2 separate regions of the Sus scrofa genome follow, and region 1 is linked to region 2. Evidence: chromatin contacts called from public HiChIP or PLAC-seq data. All regions are on one chromosome and are shown on one strand. The core of a region is the stretch at or near the end of the contact, and the rest is flanking DNA. Distances in the headings are between cores, read along the strand shown.

Region 1 (6,824 bases), core at 4,214-6,713, 410 kb before region 2:
GGGACAATGATAAAAATCACTGTAATACTTCCTTGTGCTGGGCTGGATGCAAAGCTAGAAAATACTGTAATAAATGAGACCAATGAAAGACCTCCCTGAACCTCAGCCGTGTGCATTTTAAATAGTTGTTGGTAAGTTGCTGATTTCCTACTCTGTGATCTCAAGCATATTATTTTCTACTCAGAGAACAAAAATGAAAGCCAAAACCCTTAAGGCTATGATCTGGTCAGTATTTGGAATAAAAGAGCCAGTCTTTTCTGATGCCTTTGGTGAAATCCGACCCTCTGTGTGCATTTGGGAGGGAGGAGGGCTGAAGACGGAACGGAGGGGAGAGGTGCACCCCTGGGCTTGTCCCACCGCGATGGGAATGACTCGGGAGCCGGGAGGGTTCGGTTCGATGCTGCGCGAGAGGTGCCTCCCAGGGCCGCCTCTGTCGCTGGTGTTTACCACGTGCGTCTTACGCAGGGGCTCCAATCTGTGTTCTTGGGGATGCTCGGTCAGGTGCAGCCCCAAGAGGAGAGGTTGGGGAACACCGAGCTTATTATGCTCGCAGGCTCTCAGAACGGGAGGTAGCCAGCCAGCCAGCAGGGCCAGGTGGGGAAGCACCAGGGTGGCCAGGGGGCAAAAGAAGAGCGTGACGGCGGGGGCGGGGGGTGGGGGAGCCGAGGCCTCAGCCTTCACTGGGATCCCCGCAGCAAAGCAGGGCAAGGTGAACAGCTTGGGACTGGCTGGTGTGACCAATTTCCGTGGCCTCTAAGCCATTGGGGTGGCCGTGGTTGCCCGGTGCTCAGCCCTGAGCTGATGAAGGAGAAGCGTATTGCCATGTGGGGTGTGCAGGCCAGATGGAGGAGTGGATTCCAAGGCAGGCCCCAGCTGGGCCCTTCGCTGCCTCTAAGGGCGCCCCAGTGTTTCCCCGGCCAGAAAGGTTCGTAAGATCCCAAAACGTGGGGGTTCCCTTCATGGCACAGCGGAAATGAATCTGACTAGAACCCATGAGGATGCAGGTTCGATCCCTGGCCCCGCTCAGTGGGTTGAGGCTCCGGCACTGCCGTGAGCTGTGGTATAGGTCGCAGATGTGGTTCGGGTCCCATCGCTGCTGTGGCTGTGGTGTAGCTGTAGCTCCGATTTGACCTCGAGGCTGGGAACTTCCATATGCCATGGGTGTGGCCCTAAAAAGCAAAACAAAACATCACAAAACGGTATAAAATACATGAAAAAAGCAAAAACTGGTTCCCTCTGCCCTCCTTTTTTTGACCCCTTTCTCTGATATACCCAATTTGTTTCTCGTTTTGAACAAATCAATCAAAACCCTTGATTTGTTCAGCCAGATAACGTGAAAACCATCATAATTCCTATCGATTTTGTGCCTGGTCGACATGCCTGGAACACCCTATTGATTTTCCTGCATCAGCCTAAGCGTTTGGGGAATAAATGTAAGCATATTGGCTGCTAAATGCTTAAAAGAGGGCTACACAGGGTACCAGGCTGAGCTCCTTAGAAAGCCCAGATCCAAACAGTTCATCTCTGGGCGTCTGTAGAATTCTTGCCTGTGTAGCTTAAAAACAAACTCCCTGCTAGCTGAACATCACAGATTTATTCCAACTCTGGTTTCAAATTGTAGGTGGTTTTACCTGTAAAATGAAAATCAGGATAAGCTGCGGTCTTACCTGCTTGCCCATCACCGCTTTCCCTCCCCGGAACCACTAGGCTACGCTGTTTCCACACACACGTGCAGGGGAAACCAGCTCTGTAGCTTGAATTTCCCCAATGTCTCCGCTGTTAACACCTGAATCTTTAAAACACTTCCTACCTTGGTTTCCAAACCCGGACACACCCCGCCAGACTCCCCAGCGCTTTCATCAGAAGTCGAGGAACGTTGATGAGTCAGTGACCACTGGCTTGAGCCTTAATGTGACCTTTGTTCGAATAAAAGTTACAGTCCTGCGACAGGAGAGCAGGCAGAGGAAAGTTACACAGGCCTCGTTTTTAAAAATTAAAAAATTGGAGTTCACATCATGGCTCAGCAGTAATGAACCTGACGAGTACCCATGAGGATGTTGGTTTGATCCCTGGCCTCATTCAGTGGGTTAAGGATCTGGTATTGCCGTGAGCTGTGGCGTAGGCTGGCAGCTGCAGCTCCGATTTGAACCCTGGCCTGGGAACGTCCATATGCTGCAGGTGTGGCCCTAAAATAAAAAATAAAAAATAGGAGTTCCCACTGTGGCTCAGCAGGTTAAGAATCCAACTAGCATCCGTGAGGGTGCAGGTTTGATCCATGGCCTCGCTGGGTGGGTTAAGGATCCTGCGTTGCCGTGAGTGGCACCTTAGGCCACAGATGAGGCTCGGATCTTGCATTGCTGTGGCTGTGGCATAGGCCGGCAGCTGCAGCTCCAATTTGAACCCCAGTCTGGGAAATTCCATATGCTACAGGTGCAGCCATAAAACAAAAAAAAGAAAAAAAAAGAAAAAAAAAGAAAAACTAAATGCTGGAATCTGATCTCCTTGTTCCAGCAGGAGTCTTGTCCTAACCAGTGTTCCAGGGACTTCACGTCACCCATCACTTCTTCCTTATCTGCCTCCCTTTGAACTTCTGCACAAAACCCTTTCTACGGGGCTGGGGGTGGTGGGAGAGCATCCAGTCTCGGCCCCCAACAAGACGAGGTGGTTCAAGACGGCACTCGGCTCTCCTTCCTGTTTCTGACCCCCTTTGTCAGCTCCTGCCGCAGTGGAAGGGGGTGGCAGCTGATGAGGGTCACTGCAGTTGTCGAAGGCCTTGGGGCCCACAGGGAACCAGGACTCTCGAGCAGACAGACGTGGGCCCTGGAGGGCCGTGAGCCCCAGATGGCCACCTGGGGGCGCAATCCGGTTCGATTTGGCAGCCCAGCCTTAGAAAACCTAGTCCTGGCTTGACAGAGGCCCCTCCCTGTAGTGCTGGCTTTGGAGACCAGCCAGGTGTGTTGGGGGGCTCATGGGGAAAGAAAGGGGTAGCTTACAGGGATGCTTTGGGTACCAATGCAGTCGACGGGGCTCAAGGTCAAACAGGACTAATCAGCTGGGAGGAGAGAGAAGTGTGTGCATATTTGTGCTCAGATCTAAGAAGCGTTTAGAACCGTGGTTCTCAAAGTGTGTCCTGAGGCTTGAAGCTCCTGCATCAGAGAACTGGTGAGCAGGGTAAGCTCCTAGGCTGGACACTGGGCCTGCTGAATCAGACTGGGCGTGGGGTCCAGATCGTGTGCTAATACATCCCCCCGCCCCCGGATGCGGATGCACACCCAAGCTCCAGAGGACACACCTGAGGCCCGGGTCCTGTTCCCAAAGGCCTGCTTCTGGATGCAGCAGCTGACACTTTAACCCGGCCGAGTCAGGGCGACAGAAGGAGCTGCTGCAGGAGCGGGGCGGCCCTGGAAGCCCAATACAGTGGCTCGACGGAGTCACAGGGTCCTGAGCTTTTGACACACCACTGCCAGCTGGGCCACCTTCCTGAGCATCTCAGGATCCGCTGGTCCTGGCTGGGAGCGGATTCTGCCTGGGACCAGGCGACCAGGCGTGTGTAGGGGCATACCCGGGCTGTGCCCAGATTTCTGATGGCTCCCTTCCTCCCTTAGTTGTGGGAGCCTTGAGGTGCTGTCCTGATGCCAGGGACCTTTTCACGGGTGCAGGAAGTCCATTCAGCCTGCATTGCTTTTAATGAGTTTTGCAAGCAAGCGGCCTCTTCCGGTGACTCATTCTGCCTTTTGTGCACCGGAGGTTGTGGTTTTCAGTTTCACTTTGGAAAGTAACCACCAGTTGGGCTGCTTTCTCCGGGGCTGGAATCCGAACAAGTTACATTCATTTTGCAACAAAGAAATGTAAATGTAGGAGCGCCAGTCATATTTCTGCTCTGATTGTAAAAACATCCTTTTCCGAGATGGATGACAGAGCCAAGCTAAGAAGAAATGGTTTATATTTGCAAGTAACACATTCATTTGGGAACTTTATATTTTTCCTTTCAGAGCAGTCTGATAGGTTTGCTTTTATTCCTTTGTCTTCTTGATTCAGAATTCGAGGATATCCTAAAAATAAACAGAGCCTGTTGATTGAGTGAAGGAGTCAACCTTTGATTTATTCAAGGAGGTTTAGTTCTGGACAAAAGTTCGTGTTCTTGTCTTCATGCGGCGTACACAGGATGATAACAGAGATAATTTCTTACACAGCAAAACTGTTTTCATTGGGACTTTCCACAGAAATCAAGTTACGGTGTCCGAATAGGTGAATTTCTTAGAATTAGAGAGAGGCGTGAGTGGACATATGCTTCCCAGCACTTTTTTTCTCCAAATATTGCAGTGATCTCCTTTAGTGCGATGCTGAACTAAATGATTTTCACCTGCTTTTATTTAAATACTCATCAATAGGAGTTCCCATCGTGGCTCATCGGTAACGAACCCAACCAGTCTTCCTGAGGATGCGGGGTCCATCCCTGGCCTCGCTCAGTGGGTCGGGGATCTGGCGTTGCTGTGGCTGTGGTGTAGACCTGTGGCTACAGCTCCAATTCAACCCCTAGCCTGGGAACTTCCCTATGCTGCAGGTGCAACCTGAAAAAGACAAAAAAAAAAAAAAAAGAAAGAAAGAAAGAAAAAAACATCACTACAAAGCAATAGCCTTTATATGATAATAAAACCAAAATGCATTTAAAATTAAGTGCACATAAAACTATAGCACCAATGAAATTCAAATTAACATGAATGTGGTGAAAAACGTTGCTGTTTAAAGCTATTGAGACAATGCTGGATTGGGGTTTATAATAGAGGTATCTGTGTTTTGTTTCTTTTGTCAGCTTGATTCTTTTGGGTTTCAAACAAGGTGGATCACCATTTAGACCTCTGATTTCTACAAAATACAGAAATGAGGAAGTTCTTATTACCCATTTCCATCTCCACGGACTGCTAAAGGGCTGTTGCAGATTCTTCCAACAGGGTAATGTGCCCTCTTGTCTGATGGGATGAGTGTGACAATGCGGACTTATGTGTTTAGCCAAGGGTCCTGAGACTCCACTGTCCTAGATTCTGTTGGAAGTGCCATCACGTTTTGGTTTGGACATCGTGTGACGTCACTTGGTACTTCAGGCACCCGCACACGTGGGGGACGGGTCTGGGATCCCCATCCCCCTTCTCTGCTCAGGATTCTGGAGCGCAGCTGAATCGAAAAGGCACTTGTGGGTCAGCCTGTTCCCCAAAGTGACAGAAGTTACGGAAGTTGCCTGAGGTTACAAATATCTCTTTTCACGCCCCAAACTAAAAACTTCCTCCTGCCTCTGGCTCTGTGAAAGCGGAGGCCTCCTGAGTCCTCTTGTTAACAAAAACTTCATGTGCCCAATGCACAGTGAGGCCAAACAAACCGAAACAGACCAGGTGACTCGTGCTCAAAAACCCCGAAGTCCCCCACGGTGTTTTGCGGGCAAAATTTGAGTGCTGGCTGCAGGCGGTGTGACTTTCTTCTGATTGGTTGGTGGTGACGTCACAGGGCGGTGCTCCAGGAATCCCGGCTTGGCCGGAAGTCGCCATCCTGCACCTGGGAGGGGGCCGAGTTCCTGCCCCCGAGTTCAAAAGAGGTTGTTCCCTACCTCCCCCTCTAATCGCCGCACTGTCACTTCTTGATTGTTCCTCCTTTGTTTCTGCATTCCGGGCCCCAAGTAGTCCTGCTGGGTTTCAGCTTTTCGTTTTGCTTTGCTTTTTTGGCCACCCCTGAGGAATAGGGAAGTTCCTGCGCCAGGGATCAAATCCGAGCTTTTTGTGGCAGGAAGGGGGACCCCTTCCAGGGCCGGAGTGTGGGCTCTCATCTGAGGAGACACGTGTGTGACAGAGCAAAAGACTTTACCGAGAAGGGGCGCCCGGGTGGGGGTGGGGGGAACCCAGGGGAACTGCTCTGCCACGTGGCTGGCAGTCTCAGGGTTTAAGCTAATGGGGTTAATTTCCGCGGGGTCTCTGGCCAGTTCTCTTCCTCGGCTCATACCTGAGCTGACTCAGGGTCTGATTCGGTGGCTCGTGTGGCTCTCGGTGGAGACGGATTCTAGCGCCAAGGATTCTGGGAGTTGGGTCATCTCTGCCCAGACTCCTTCCGCAGGAGGTGGTGTTAGTTCTCTGTATTCCTTATTGGCATCTCCTGTTGTGAGGTAACTCCTACTGTTGATCATTTTCATGCCTGGACAAGGGTGGACAGTTTCTGTCAAAGGTCGCCGAAAAGTACCTTCGATCTATGTCACAGCTGTGGCAATGTCGGATCCTTAACCCACTGCGCCGGGCGAGGGATTGAACCAGCAAAACCTCAGGGACAAGTTGGGTCATTAACTCACTGCACTACATCGGGAACTCTGGTTTCAGTCTTAACAAGGTGCCTGAGCCCCTGGGAAAGGCAGAGAACCTGCGCCCCATCCTGTGGCTGAGACCCGGCCATCATACCTGCCAGAGGGAACAGCTTCACCTCTTCCCCAGCCCCCTCCTGCCATTCTCACAACTCGTGAAGGGTTTGTCTGATAGGCTATATGCTTTAAGGGAGGCGAGTGGGCAATTCTGTTTCTAGGAAGCCAAAGCTATTTTGAAACTTCTAAGGATAGTTTTGAAAGGGAAACTCCTCTGACTCAGCCTAAACCAGATTGGGACTTGAACCCATGGTTTTTTTCCACTAGAATCACTCTCCTGGTGTCTCGACTTGCTGAGGCTCAGGTTCTTTGCGTCTCAGCACAGAAGGAATTCAGCAAGAGACAAAATGACTGGCAAGAAATAGATTTATGAAGACAGGATGCTTGTGAGGGATATAAATGCAGGCAGACAAGAAGGCTCCACCTCGAG
Region 2 (6,360 bases), core at 3,686-6,185:
CCTGGGCCCATCACTATGAGGTTGGGTGTGTTTCCTCCATCCTAAAAATAAGGCTTATACATACTTCACTTGGCTTTTGGGAGGATGGGAGTACTGACCACCTAGGGGGAAGTAGAGACGTTGCTCATTCACATTCTTCTTTATACTTATCGAACCTGAGAAATAGCATTGGTTTTGGTCCCAGGAACCTTTTGTTCTACCATTGACAGTAAACCTCATATGATCTTGTGTATGTCAGTCCCCCTCCCCAATTTGACAGAACTTTTGGTTAGATGAAATTCAAAAATTCAATCAAAATTGATCTCAAAGCCCCTTTTTAAGAAGGCAAAGGCCTACAGGGTGTTCTAATATTGACCCCAAGACTACCTATTGACACCCCCATGTCTCCTTGATGAGGTCTTAGGATCCCCTTCTCTGCTTTCTTACTTAACTCTGTAAGGTTATATTGCCATTGTAGCAATATCATTCCTCATGCTGTCTTGTATTAGCTTACTTTGCACTTCTAGTCTGTGAATTCTCTGTGGTGGCAACTGTGTATCATTACCTTGATATTCCTTGTGGCTTGACAAAAGCTTAGTGCGTAGTAGTTGCTCATTAAATACTTGTTGCATTTTGGTGACTCATCCAATATATTCACATTAATATTATTGAACACATCTCTCGGCAACCATAGTCTCTCTTTTATGGGCTTTGAAAAGAGAGTACTTCGTAAATATTTCTAATGGCATAATTTCAGGTAAAAGGAGCCTTCCCAGGAAACCTCAATCTTCAATTTCCAGGAAATGGGCAGAGAAATGCTTACTCAGCCTAAATATAAAGATAACGATTTTAGCATCCTTTACAGGGTAGATCTTCTAATTTGAAGTTAGTTCATTAAACAGTTTATTAAGTGTCAACTATTTGTCATGTATAAGACTGGGCACCAAGGGACAGATAAGAAAGTAGAATTTTAAAAATGTCTCAGTTTTAGAAATAACTTAGCCATGCGAATTTTGAAAAGTCACTCACATTTAGTGAGCATCTTTGTTGACGATACTAACCATCCCCTTGTATATCTAAGAGGCTATTATGTGTATCCCATGAGATTTTGGACATGAACTTTATTAATAAACTATAAAAATGTCAGATGAAATAAAGACAGTCATAATCTTTCTTGATGCTTCCTTTCTTTTAATTAACACTGTTTAGATTCAAGGGCTCAAATACCTAATATCTGCATATTTTTTCCCCTGCCTTTCAAAGCAATGGAATAGGTTCAGAACACAGACCTGAGAGCAAGGTTCTATGACGTCACTTTTCTTATCAGTTTCTGCCTCCCTTCAGCACCTATGCTTAGTCCACTGTTAGACAAATAAAGAATATTGTTAGGGAACCATTGAGTGGAAGCCACCAGCCTTGGCCAGGCATCATGAGAACTGCTTGCAAGAGTTGTCTCACAGTAGGTGGTCTTGATAAGGAATGCAGTGCTCCTGCTGAAAACTTACTGGGAGAATTTGGGAGAATCCAAAAGGAGGGAGGAGATGCCAGCACATAATATGTCCGGCCAATATCACAAAAGCCCTGACACCGGAATCCATCTTGGCTGAGAAACACACACGGACAGGAAGGACCCAGAGTCTGATCTAATGTAGGCACAAGCAAGATGATTGGCCAGAGACAACTAGGAAAGCCAACACCATTTCCATAAACCCTGAGTGTGCAAGTCATGTGGCAGAGCGGTTTTCCTGGGTTCCTTCACCCTGCTGCTCTTCGCCCAGGCGCCCCTTCCCAATAAAATCTTTTGCTTGGTCAGGACATGTGTCTTCTCAGACAATTCATTTCTGAAGGTTAGACAGGTCCTGGAAGGGGTCCCCTTTCCAGTAACAGCAAGAACTACATTGTTTGTATTTGTGATGTCTCAGTGAAAATTCTCAGTCACTAATTTTTCCCTTTGTATATATTTGACTTTCAAATTCTTTGCGTTTAAAGATGCTTGATCAGCATTGTATGTCCCTTCTGCATCTTTCCAGAGAAATATTAGTATGGACTATGAAAAATCCTCATAGTTAGCTCCTTTCAAAGCTGGGAGAGACAGTGAGGGTGGTGCGTCCTTGCCTCGTGCTGCCGGGAAAGCCAAGGGACTGAGCGCAGACATGGCCTCATTATGGGTCCGTAGTGGAAGGAGCTTGGCGCTGGGGTCAGGCAGCTCTGTGCGACTTTGGGAGAGTGACTTAATCTCTCTGATCCTGCAGGTCCTCATCTACAAAAGGACGTTACTAAACCTCAGTCACACAATCATTGTAAGACTGGCATAGGAAACAGTATACCTCTGTGCTCTGGGGAGAGGTCCCCCAAAGAGTAAATGCCGATTTGGGGCTGGGATCCCAAACATCTGGATCCCAAACTTTCACCTGCTCCTCTGTAGACTGCTCTTCCTCCATGCACCCAACTTCCCCACACGCTTCAAAATGCTTGGCACGGATTTGGAAGAACAACCTCCCTGCTTTGTCTGTCTCAGAGGGACTTTGGGCCAGAATGAGGCCGGGAACACCTGGATGAGGAGACTAGGTCATTTGCAAACACATTTCTTTTTCATTTAAATTTCTTGCACAGAGATTGGTTAAAGAAATGCATCTCAACTAACTGCATAATAAGAGGCAAATGTAGCTCACTAATTCCCAAAATCTCACTGGGGTGAATACGCATGGACCAGCAAGGACTTAGAGATGAAGGGGCCTTTGCTTTTTATCCTAAATTTGATTAAATAAATCCTCCTGGAAGTTCCTGTTGTGGCTCAGAAGGTGACAAACCCAACTAGTACCCATGAGGATGTGGGTTCCATCCCTGTCCTCACTCATTGGCATTGTTGTGGCTGTGGCGTAGGTCTCAGCCACAGCTCTAATTCAGCCCCTAGCCCGGGGAACTTCCATATGCTGCAGGTACAGTCCCCACCCCCAAATTTAACTAATTAATTAGTTAATTAATTAATCCCCCTCACCACTTCCAAACCTCCTCCAGTTCCATCTCTGCCTGAAGAATTGCGGTCCTTTCTTTTCTGAACAGTCTTTTGCACAGTCTTCCTGGTAGCTGTAAGTTCACCTTTGTTTTTTTCTATGCTTTTACGGGCAGCCTTTTGTGTAGAAAGTTAAGATGAGCCTATTTACACCCAAAGGTTCTTTGGGTGGGGCCTTCCAATATCTCAGTTTGGGTGTTTCAAAACAATTCGTTCTTTGTCGAGAAAAAAGAACGCCCACTTGTACAGGACCTTTATTTCCAGTCTCACCATCCAAAATTGCTTAAATAGCCCTGATAAGGAACGATGATACTGGAACCTGGGTTCTTGTTCATGGCAGTCAGTCAAAGAATGAACTCCTCCAACACACAGGCAGCAAGCAAGCAAAGTCTTTACTAAAGAAAAGCAAACAGCTCCCAGGGCTGCTAGGAGGGAAGAAAAGAGCCCCCCCCCCCATCCTATAGGGATTTTATCTCTTAAAGGTGGGGAGGGGTACCAACATGGGGTCCAGAAAGATGTGGTTTTCTCCCATTGGCCTTGTTCAAATACCTGTATCAGTCCTTGTCCAATAGGGGTTTTAGGGGTGGAAATGTCCCCTAAGTTTTATGGTTTTTTTGTCCTTTTCTTTCCTTAGACTGAGTCACCATTTCTCTCATTCCTTTTCTATCAGTCGAGTGGGCTAGAGATTCGCATTTCCTATAGTAAACAAAGCCTGTGGGGAAGGCGCATTTCCTATAATAAAACAAGGCCTGGGGAGGTGTTACTCTCTGGAGCCCTTAAGCCACAAAAATTTTTTTTTTTTTTTGGTCTTTTCCAGGGCCAAACTCGTGGCATATGGAGGTTCCCAGGCTAGGGGTCTAATTGGAGCTGTAGTCGCCAGCCTACGCCAGAGCCGCAGCAATGCCATGTTGGAGCCGTGTCTGTGACCTACAGCACAGCTCACCGCAATGCTGGATCCTTAACCCACTGAGCGAGGCCAGGGATCAAACTCGCAACCTTACGGTTCCCAGTGGGATTTGTTAACCACTGAGTCATGATGGGAACTCCTTAAGTCACAAATGTATCAGTATCCATATCAAAGAATGTAGTGGAGCCCATGCTCCTACACTGACCTCCTGAGTTAATATTCTGCCTCAGCACCAAAGGGTAGAAGCCAGGTCAGTCACCCACTGTGGCTCCGAACTCCTCAGGTCACCTTTCCTGTCTTCAGTTCATTTCTCAGGGTGCTGAAAGAGAAGGCAGGGGACACAGAGACATCTGAACAGATAGCTGTGGGGCCACTATGGAGAGGTGAGTGCCATTTGCATGGGTCCCCCACCACCCTAGTCTGAGGTCGTCCCCTAAGGCTGTTGTAAGGTGTGGACCTTGAACTTCATTTTGCTGATGGGGAAGCAGCGTGTAGGAGAAACGGGGCTTGGTACCCTGAGGTCAGGGACTGTGTTGATTTTTTCTCTCTGCCTTTGGCTGGAGATCCATAAATATCTAATCAATGAATACTTGTATTGGTAAAGATTTGCTCTATTTGGTGCTATTTGCTTTTCCAGAATGAGATAAATATCCAGGAAACTGAAAAATGATGCCCTTTACTGTTAATGAAATTGAACAGTCCAGTGTGTGGGGATCTTTCTTCTGACCTCATTGTTTATAAGCAACGTCAAAGGGTGGGGCGGGGGTGAGGGTTTTATGTTGGGAGCAGCATTCTGGATAGAGCCAGGGGGGCATCCTGGGTTCCCATCAGTAAATTTTATATTGGAGGTCTGGTTTCTAAAGCGCTACATGAAACCAGCTCTCACGGTGCTGCCAAGGCTGGGACATGAGGGACTGAGGTCCCCTTGTTCGGAGAGGATGAGTTTTGTCAAAAGAGGATGAATAGCTCTTGCTTTGGCTCCAGCAGCCTCCTGCCTATAGAAGTGTTTTCCTTCACTCTGGCTAAGGCTGAGCTTCATTTCAGAGAGGCATAAACAAGTCTGAAATCCTCAGGGGATCTGGCACAGGAAAATGAAGTCATTTTACATTTGCGGCGTGATTCAAATTGGAATTGCACGGCAGGATGCTGGAGTTCTTTGTTTAGTTCTGGGCTTCAGGGGCCCAGTTTTCTCCAGCTTCCTGGATGGAGGAAGTGGATACGTATGGAATACCCATTTGCATTAGATAGTCTTCAAGGTTCTTTTCCCTCACTAAAACATCCAGCCTAGCTTTGACATTTGGCTCAATAAAAGGCAAAACAAGGAGCCATTGAGTCTCTGCAAGCAGGACTGACTTCATTCACCATCCGCCCCGGTGTCATGGGGACAGGGCTTAAATTCCTTCCCCAAAGGAAACGCACACAACTCTTACTTCATCCGGCTGGGGGGAGGGGATATAGGAAACACCTATGAAACTGTCTTTGGGCTTCGGACTCAAGGACCCCAGACAGAGAAAATAGGGATGCTAACCTCTCCAGAGCCCCCCTCTTCCCCATTTGCTCACAGGTGGTTTATTTTGGACAGCAGTAGCATTGAACTCAGCCTCTGCTCACTGCTGCTGAAAAGAAACGCAGAGACAGGGTTTGGGGCAAAGGAGAGAAAACTGCTTCATTGCTTTGCCAGGCAAAGGAGGGTCACAGCAGGGTAATGCCTTACAGACTGTGCCCCCCTTGGAAGAGATTGGGAGGTGGTTTTATAGTTTGGGAGTGAAAAATAGGGCCATTGATAAGGATCAGGGTGGATGAGAGCTTGCATTGTTTTTCAAAGCTGGTGTTTAGGTGGTCCCAGGATTGGCTCTGAAGATCCTTCTTTAGGAATGAAGACTCTGCATCATCATCTTCCATTTGTTGGGGGTTTCAGTTCTGTGGAATAACTCAAAGATATTGTTATCCATATTCCTTGAGGAAGAACCAAGACCCTGCCCCAAGGCTGCACTATTGTCACTTGACTGTTCCTTCCTGGTCTCTGCATCCCCTCCCTTCCCTGATTAGCAACTGACTGAACCTGCTTTTTGGAACTCAATGAATGTCCTGGAGACTGAAGCCCATTCCTCAATAACAAGAAATGGGGGACTCAGAAAAGCTTGTTTACCCAGGAGCCCCACAGTACCCTGCTCGTTTAAGCTTCTGAATTTTCCTTGATGGGCTGGTACCTCCCAGGTTTCTCATTTCCCTCCCTGTAGACTTACACAATAGCTGCTACCTCTACATTCTCTTTTCTTCCTGCTGCCATGTCTCTGCATCCCAGTAGGGTGAGTGTGACTCCCACTTTACAGAGAGGGGTGTGAAGTGCAGAAACAGTGAGCATCTCAGGGTGCAGCTGGTAATGCAAGGAGCCATCTCTCGTTGGCTTCCCCAAACTCCCCGCACTCATGCCACCCCATCATGATATGCATGGAAGTTT

What was found. HiChIP or PLAC-seq counts read pairs in DNA pulled down with a chosen protein or histone mark.
Region 1: a contact with region 2 is called in an H3K27ac HiChIP or PLAC-seq map of skeletal muscle, with 4 times the contacts expected there. The contact joins two enhancer-like sites. A contact is called at or near these places in 1 of 47 Hi-C or Micro-C datasets (embryonic fibroblasts) and 2 of 2 datasets of contacts at active chromatin or transcription factors (alveolar macrophages and skeletal muscle).

The regions. Positions count from the first base shown.
Region 1 is chr3:124,933,995-124,940,818 of Sscrofa11.1, reverse strand. It overlaps a transcript of LPIN1 not described here. Among named protein-coding and RNA genes, the nearest start is that of LPIN1, 64 kb to the left of the region's middle. Within about 2 kb of position 5,463, at least 58 of the 83 cell types and tissues checked have an H3K27ac peak or open chromatin away from gene starts, as enhancers often do. A contact at or near this core is called in skeletal muscle, where this site is marked.
Region 2 is chr3:124,522,631-124,528,990 of Sscrofa11.1, reverse strand. No RefSeq gene overlaps it. Among named protein-coding and RNA genes, the nearest start is that of TRIB2, 330 kb to the right of the region's middle. Within about 2 kb of position 4,935, at least 9 of the 83 cell types and tissues checked have an H3K27ac peak or open chromatin away from gene starts, as enhancers often do. A contact at or near this core is called in skeletal muscle, where this site is marked.